Regions from separate parts of the Gossypium hirsutum genome. Here region 2 is linked to region 1. The links are chromatin contacts, called in public Hi-C maps. All regions are on one chromosome and are shown on one strand. The core of a region is the stretch at or near the end of the contact, and the rest is flanking DNA. Distances in the headings are between cores, read along the strand shown. Region 1 holds the start of LOC107951918 (probable dolichyl pyrophosphate Glc1Man9GlcNAc2 alpha-1,3-glucosyltransferase). Region 2 has its middle 38 kb from the start of LOC107951916.

What was found. A called contact is a pair of places that touch in the nucleus more often than the background predicts.
Region 2: a Hi-C map of leaf shows a contact between it and region 1, with 2.1 times the contacts expected there. The contact joins the enhancer-like site here to the promoter of LOC107951918 in region 1. A contact is called at or near these places in 10 of 34 Hi-C or Micro-C datasets (anther, fibers, hypocotyl and 3 more).

The regions. Positions count from the first base shown.
Region 1 is chrA02:83,901,201-83,904,881 of Gossypium_hirsutum_v2.1, forward strand. It overlaps LOC107951918 (probable dolichyl pyrophosphate Glc1Man9GlcNAc2 alpha-1,3-glucosyltransferase), which reads right to left and starts at 1,789. Exons shown (of 9, transcript XM_041085018.1): 1 at 1,643-1,789; 2 at 1,454-1,557; 3 at 1,290-1,352; 4 at 429-524; 5 at 255-307.
Region 2 is chrA02:84,127,575-84,131,255 of Gossypium_hirsutum_v2.1, forward strand. No RefSeq gene overlaps it. Among protein-coding and RNA genes, the nearest start is that of LOC107951916, 38 kb to the left of the region's middle. Within about 2 kb of position 1,872, at least 8 of the 9 cell types and tissues checked have an H3K27ac peak or open chromatin away from gene starts, as enhancers often do. A contact at or near this core is called in fibers and leaf, where this site is marked.

The DNA of each region.
Region 1 (3,681 bases), core at 539-3,038:
AATGCATGCCTCTTGCAGTAACATAAACTATAAACTGAAATCAATGAAGAATAGAATCAAACGTTCTCTTTAGCTGTTCCAAGAATATGTAGGAAGGACTTTATCCCATAATAAAGGATACCAGGAACAAGAAAGGTACCAGATATAGATCTATTTAATCAAATCCCAAAATTAATATATGGTAATCATTGAGAGCCCCTTATATCTTACTTCAATAAAGCTTCCTATTAAGAAAAATTCCAAAGTGAACTTACATGTCTGATTTATGACCCAACTGCTTTTGTGGCAGGATAATCTGCAAGTGAACCTGTTGAGAAAGAGTTGTTTCTTCAGCATTCTTTAAAATGAAAGAAGGAGAAAAACTCCATAAGATCATGAGTTATATTGCTTCCAATTGAGAAAATGCTAAGGTAAAGAAAAAGTAGTACAGTATTCCTTCTTTCACAAGTGGGAAGGGTCCCAAACAACTTTCTTACACCTGGCAGTTTCACCTTCAGATGTTACACCAACTTTGCCTTCCAGAGCTGCCAACAAATAATTTAAAGGCATTAATCAATAAATAGAAAAAGGAAAACAAATCAATAGATTAGCTGGGCCTTTGAACCATGCAGAAAATGGAACCTGAATCAGGTTGAGTGATGTAGGCTCTCCTCCATATTACTCGTTCCTATGCATATGCAGAAACTAAATGCATGATGAACAACACCAAATGAAATGAACAAACAACAAAAGTAATATAATAAATATCTAGCACCATTTTGTAATTTTCCAAAAAGAGCGAAACAAAAGACACTTTCTACTTTGAAATCAACGTTATAGAATAAACAAGTTGCATTTCCTTTCTCAAGTAAAGCATTTAGGAAAACCAAGCTTATCTAGAAGACTCACTTTACCTTAGCACAAACATTTTCAAGAGTTACATAGTGCAAGCAATTGGGGGTGGTTAGACGATAAAGAGATTTTACTCAAAAAAAGAATAGTCAAAATTCGAGTTTCTATGATCAACTATACAAACAGGATCACGAGAATTTTTCACATTTGAAAGGTGGATGTCAGTAGTTGGCATCCCTTGATTAGATTAAACTGATTTATTTCAGTATAATTGCATCGTTGCAGTTACTGTTTACAGGAGGATTGAAAATTTTAGGGGAAACAGATCCTATTTGCAGCAACCTCGTTAAAATGTAACAGATCCATGCCTTAATCAGAGGCACCTCGATAAGGAATGGTGCAGAAGAAGGGGGGGGGGCGGAGAGAAAAAGAAAGATAGGCATAGACGTGGTGTTTGCCTTAATCAATGGCAACGATATCCAGCAGATCCGTACACAAATCTAAGATGTACCCATCAAGACCTAGGATCAGAAATCAATTACTTAAAAGAAAAACAAAGAAAAGAATATAGGAAATATATTATAGCAGCAGGTAAATGGGAAGAAAAAGAAAAAAAGAAGACCTTGAGTCGATGAACAGAAAGAAGAGAGCTGAGGATGCGTTCGTTGAGAGCAGTTCCTAGCACTACGGCATCGTGGCTGACTATGAGCTGCCTATAATGCTGTTCTAAACGATTAACAAAGACGGTGAGGAGTTAGAATTTCTAGGGTTTGATAGATTAATTCATATTATTAACGAACAAATTAAGTACCTAGGTAGTAGACTAGTAGCAGCACTAGTTAATTGTAAGTTTTCTTGTTCAGTTGCTGATTGAAGAGATTCAGATTAGAGAAAGAATAGCTTTGGTTTCGCTTCAACGCTGATTCACTCAGTTAGTTCACACGACCGTATTATAGACTATGTGCTAGATTGTATAATTCATTGACTTGATACACAAGGTGTCCCAAGCCACGTGCTCTATAATTTGACCCTATAATCAAGCCATTTCAAGACCGAAACATACTCAATCAACCACTCCATTTGTGCGTACATTCAAAAGACCTAAACATCTTTCAAACACATATAAACATACCAATTCAATCAACCTATTCCACCTAACCAATATGCTATTCAAATGCACGACATTTATACCAAAACAACTTCAATCAAAACAAGGCTATAATGCCACATTTCAAACACAAAACCTGTTCTATATAACTACATAAAGACACCAATTTAACCATTCACATTTCACTATAAACATACCAAAAGGACCATATATTACAAGGACTTAAAAGTGACCAAAAGACTTAAACTTGCCTAAGCATTATAAGTCTAACGTACAAAATACATACTCCAAATACATATTTATACCAAATTGTTCACTAACATATTCAAAGACATTCATTATAAAAAGGTCTTGTACATGCCATTTATAACCTTGGCCAAAACAACTCAAAAACTACTGAAGTGGTTGCTGGATAGTGTAATAGATCTTCGATAAACTTCCAACTGATTGAGCTTCTTATAATATACGAAACAAAGGAAAATAACTACGTAAGCAACTAGTGCTTAGTAAGCTCATATAAACTCAAACATAACTTACCATTCTTAAGCTCAATTTATAAAATACGCATAACATCTTTACCATACTCATAAGCTTAATACAATCCTATAAGCATCACCAAACTCACAAATTAGTAGGCTCATGTATAATGCATATATAAAATCAACCATTTCACAAATGAATCTTCATGAACATAACATTCATCACATAATCATATAGTTTCCTTCAATTCATTTGCATTCATCCAAATTTACCTTTCATAAGTTTATGAGCAATCATCCATTTAAACACATGCCTTGCCAACTACCTTTACTTACCCGTTGAACCATCTAGAATTACATCAGATACTTAGGAATATTCACACGATTGCCATAGTGTGCCTCATCAAAGGCTGCATCAAAATTTACTTTAATGTCGGACCCATTCGGGGGACACTATTCAACAGGTACGATTTCTTTAGTCAGTTTACTATTCTCACACTCGTCAATTTCCTTGCATATCTTGAAACCCATGCATCAGTATCACAGCCCATACTTCTCTTCCCCTTAAATAACCCCTTATTTCTATCAGTTCAAATCGCCCACAATGAGTAGCAAAATAAGCGACACTGCGACCCAGTATAGTTTTTGAATACCTAGGTAAGCCATTCCCAATAGTTCATGTTGATTCTTGTTAATATCCATTCGAGATTTAAACTTATCCAGACCTCTCTTGTAACAGGACAGTCATGTACCAGGTGGTCAACATTCTCAGCAATCCCTTCACATCTTGGGCATGCAGTCTCTGTCACCAGTCTTTTAGTGGATAAATTAGCTAGATTAAGGATGAAATTCCAATAAACTTTCCAAATGAAAATTTTAATTTTTGCTGGAATATTACTGTTCCATAATTTTTTTGTAGAAGCTTTTCATTTTGGTTTATTAATAAGTAGGATTAGTATAACCCTTATGTAATACTTTGTAGGCACTTTGCACCGAAAATTCCCTTTAAGATTCTCCCTCCTACACCATCGTATCATCTTGTGCTTCCATGGCCAAGGGGATTTTCAAAATTCTATCTACATCATCCCTTGAGAAGGTAGAATTAATAAGCTTAATTTTCCATTCTCGTATTTGTGCATTAATTAAATCAGAAACCAACCTGACTTCGCTGTTACAAGTATTTGTTGATACTTTATTGTTTGTAGTCCCCGAAAGCCAAGCATCAATCAAAATTGAAATTTTCTCTCCAGTTCCAACCCTCCA
Region 2 (3,681 bases), core at 622-3,121, 230 kb after region 1:
AAATAAAATAAAAAAACAAATTAAGATACACACAATGGCAATAAGTTCACGTCATACATTATGCAGATACTAACGTTAACATTCAAAGACTTATGAATCAAAGAATCGATTTTAAAAGTAATAGAAAGCCAATTAATACGAATAAAATACAACAAGTTTTGAAACGATGATATATGAGTTTGAAATTAATAATGAAAAAATAAGACATTTGAAATTATAATACATTGAAACATAATTAGGGACCAAAGCACTATGTGCGTAAATCAAAGAGGATGAAAAATGCAAATAAACCAAATCTCGAAATGAAGCGTTTAAATGCAGACTAAAATGAAATTGACATAAAATTCCTGGGCCCAATTTAAAAAAAAAAAAGCAGTGGCCTAATCCAACAGCGGTGCAAAAGGGGAGGACCGGCCACGCAAATAAACCATTCTAGGAATGAATGCGCAGACCCTTACCCCTTTATCCAAATGGTGACATTTCATTATATCTAAAAATACCAATAAATTTTGTTTGCTAAAACCATTTGCACCAAATCTGACAAAATCTAATCTGCTAGGGCTTCCTTCTAATCCCCTTGCGCCGATTGATTTTTCCCTCTACCGCAATACCAAGACACACCACACTCGGTGGTCAACAACGGCTAAAAATGGGTCTTTCAACCTTGTTTCAAAGCCATGTTCGGGTAAGCTTTCTCTCTTCCTCTTCTTTTTTTTTAAAAGTATATTTAAACTACATATTTTTAAGGCAGAAAACACAATACAAAAAATGAAATAGTGGTTGAATCGCAAGCAGAGAAAACTCCCATCTTCGTCGCTTCCTCGTCCCTCATCGGAACCCGAGTGGGTTTTGTGACGTTTGGGTCACCGGAGATTCACAACCGCGACAGAGAGCGAACCACGGTAAGATTTTATTATTATTTATGCTTTATTTCAAACAAAAATGAAGAAAAATAAAATAAAAGAGGCACCTTTGAGATATTAGTTTCTGATTTTTTTTATTTAAGAGTCTCCCCTTGATTACAATCGTTTTTTGTTGGCTTTATAGTCGATAACAAAAGTTCTTTGTTACTATTTACTTTTTACTATTTCTGCTTTGTCTTGCGTGTCTCTCTACTCCATTTTTGTTCTTTGTCGGCTTGTTTGCAGGTCTGTGGTAGTGTTGCAGCGGAGAAGGTGCTGACACCAATTGAGGAGCTTCGCGGTGCAAAGGCTAGGGGCTAGGGTTTTCCATCCGAAAATTTGTTTATGTTTTGGGCCATGGGCTTAGGGTTTCTTTTTGTATTTTGGGCTGTTAATGGGTCTTGTAAAAAAAAACAATGGACTGTTATTATTTTGATTTTCTTGATTTTAGGTTTCTGGGTTATGGGCCCCAGGCTAAATTGGGCCTCTACACTTCAAAAAAATAAAATAAAAGTAAAAATTAAAAAGCAGTTTTAAAAATTAAAACGGTCAGAAAAAAATTAACAGTATAATTAAATACTATTAAAAATGATTTAAAATATCTTTAAACAAATTTCAAATAAATAACTAATATATTTTATTTTTTTAAACAGAATTGATTAATTAAAACATTTTAATTTAAGAACAATGATTTAATAAATTAAAATAGTGTTAAAAATAAAATTTTAAAAATATGGTTAAATCTTAAATAGCTCAATAAAGTTTTTCTAATAATGATTTAAAAATTAAATAGTTTATTTAATTTTTTACTACTTAAAAAACATATATTTTTTTTGAATAAAAATCGACTAGCCATTAATTTAAATTAAACAATAACAGAAGTTGGATGCTAAAACGTGGGCCTACTGGGTATACCCCCAACCGGTCCATTAAATAAAAATAAAAGAAAGAGAAAAACTAGTGGAAAGCAGAATACTTAAAGCTACGAAAATAGAAAACCTAGGGTAATAATTACTAGTCGAATCAGATTGTAGCTGGACACCATTTACAAATCGTCCTTTCATTTCCAAAAAACCTATTGTTGCATTTGATAGCTTTTCAATTTCTTTCAGAAAGTCATTCTCAATCTGGGAGCCTACTCCATCTTCCATCGGAACGCACATAAAGGCGGTGTAGTGCCTCTCCTTCCAGGTGTGTTTCTTCTCCCTTCTTAGTGCTTCTTCTGCAATTTTGTGAGCCGAGATGTTCTCGGTTCTATTAATAAATTGGAACATGATTTCTTGAAAAAACTCCGACTTTTTTTGAATATCACTGATGATTTCTCCTATAACTAACTTATCTTGCATCGATGTTTGACATTTCTTTATGACGGTTCGTGAATCCCCCTTTACCGTAATTGAGTGTATACCCAGGGAAAGTCTAAGATTAATCGCATGAAGACCTGCATAAGCTTCTGCTGTAAAAGAAGTTGAAACATTTGAATTTAAGACCGTCTTCGTAACAAGAATTACTCCCATCTGATCCTGAACCACCAGGCCTGCCATCGATTTGAAATCCCTTCGGTTAAAAGTAGCATCAAAGTGAATCGTCATCCCAGAACTCGTATCTCTCTGAATGGCCCTCGTAGTCGTACACAAGGTACTCCTTTTTTCTGCCAGACCATCAATCTCAGCCAAATACCTTTGAACTTTTGATGCTATCTCTCTTCCTTACTCAACTTTTCTTTCATGCATGAGCTTATTTCTTGACCTCCACAGGACCCATATGCCACAGCAAAGCAATCGACCTTTTGAGAGTTCTCTTTTGGAACATCCAAGTAAGCCAGCCCCAGAACCTCTGAACCAAAAAGTTATTAACCCAAGGAAGATCTAACATTTTCCAAACTTCTATTACTACATGACAGTACCGAAAGACATGTGATAAATCTTCTTCCCCAGATCTACATCGAGAACAAACAGCAGTGTCGACTACTCGTTTAGATCGCAAATTAACTAGAGTAGGCATATAGTTCCATGATGCTCTTCAAACTGTAATAGTAATCTTTGAGGGTAACTGTAAATTCCAGAGCTTTTTGTAGAAATTTTTTAAATCGGTATGTAATAATAAGTTGTTAGGATTCGAGCTAGTGCTTTGTAATAGTTTGTAGGCACTTCTGACCGAAAATCAACTCCTTGGAGTTCCGCTAGAAGGATTTGCAAAATCTTTTGGGCAGTGTCTGCTGGGAAGGTACTTAGCACTAGTTCAGACTTCCACATATTATTTGATGCATCAATTAAATCTGAAACTAATTGGACTTCATTATTGTTTTCGTGACTCTTAACAACCGTATCAATTCCTGGTATCCACTGATCATTCCACACTGAGATTCCAGTTGCTCGTCCAACTCTCCAACTCAGCCCATTTCGTAACAATCCTTTTGCAAACCAGACACTCTTCCAGGTAAGTGATGGTGAGTTACCCAATTGTGCATTAAAAAAAAAATCTGAACTTGGATAATACTTGGCTTTAAAAACTTTTTCCAATAACGAATTTGGATAATTAATAAGGCGCCACCCTTGCTTAGCTAACATAGCGATATTAAACTGGCTAATATTTCGAAACCCAAGACCTCCATTTTCCTTCTAAGTACAAAGGTTCTTCCACGCACACCAGTGTATACCCCTTCTTCCATGGCCCTTTTGCCACCAAAACTTGGCAATAATATTCTTAATCTCACCACACAACGTCTTGGGTAAAAAGAAACAGGCCATTAAGTAAGTTGGGATGGCTTGGAGTATGG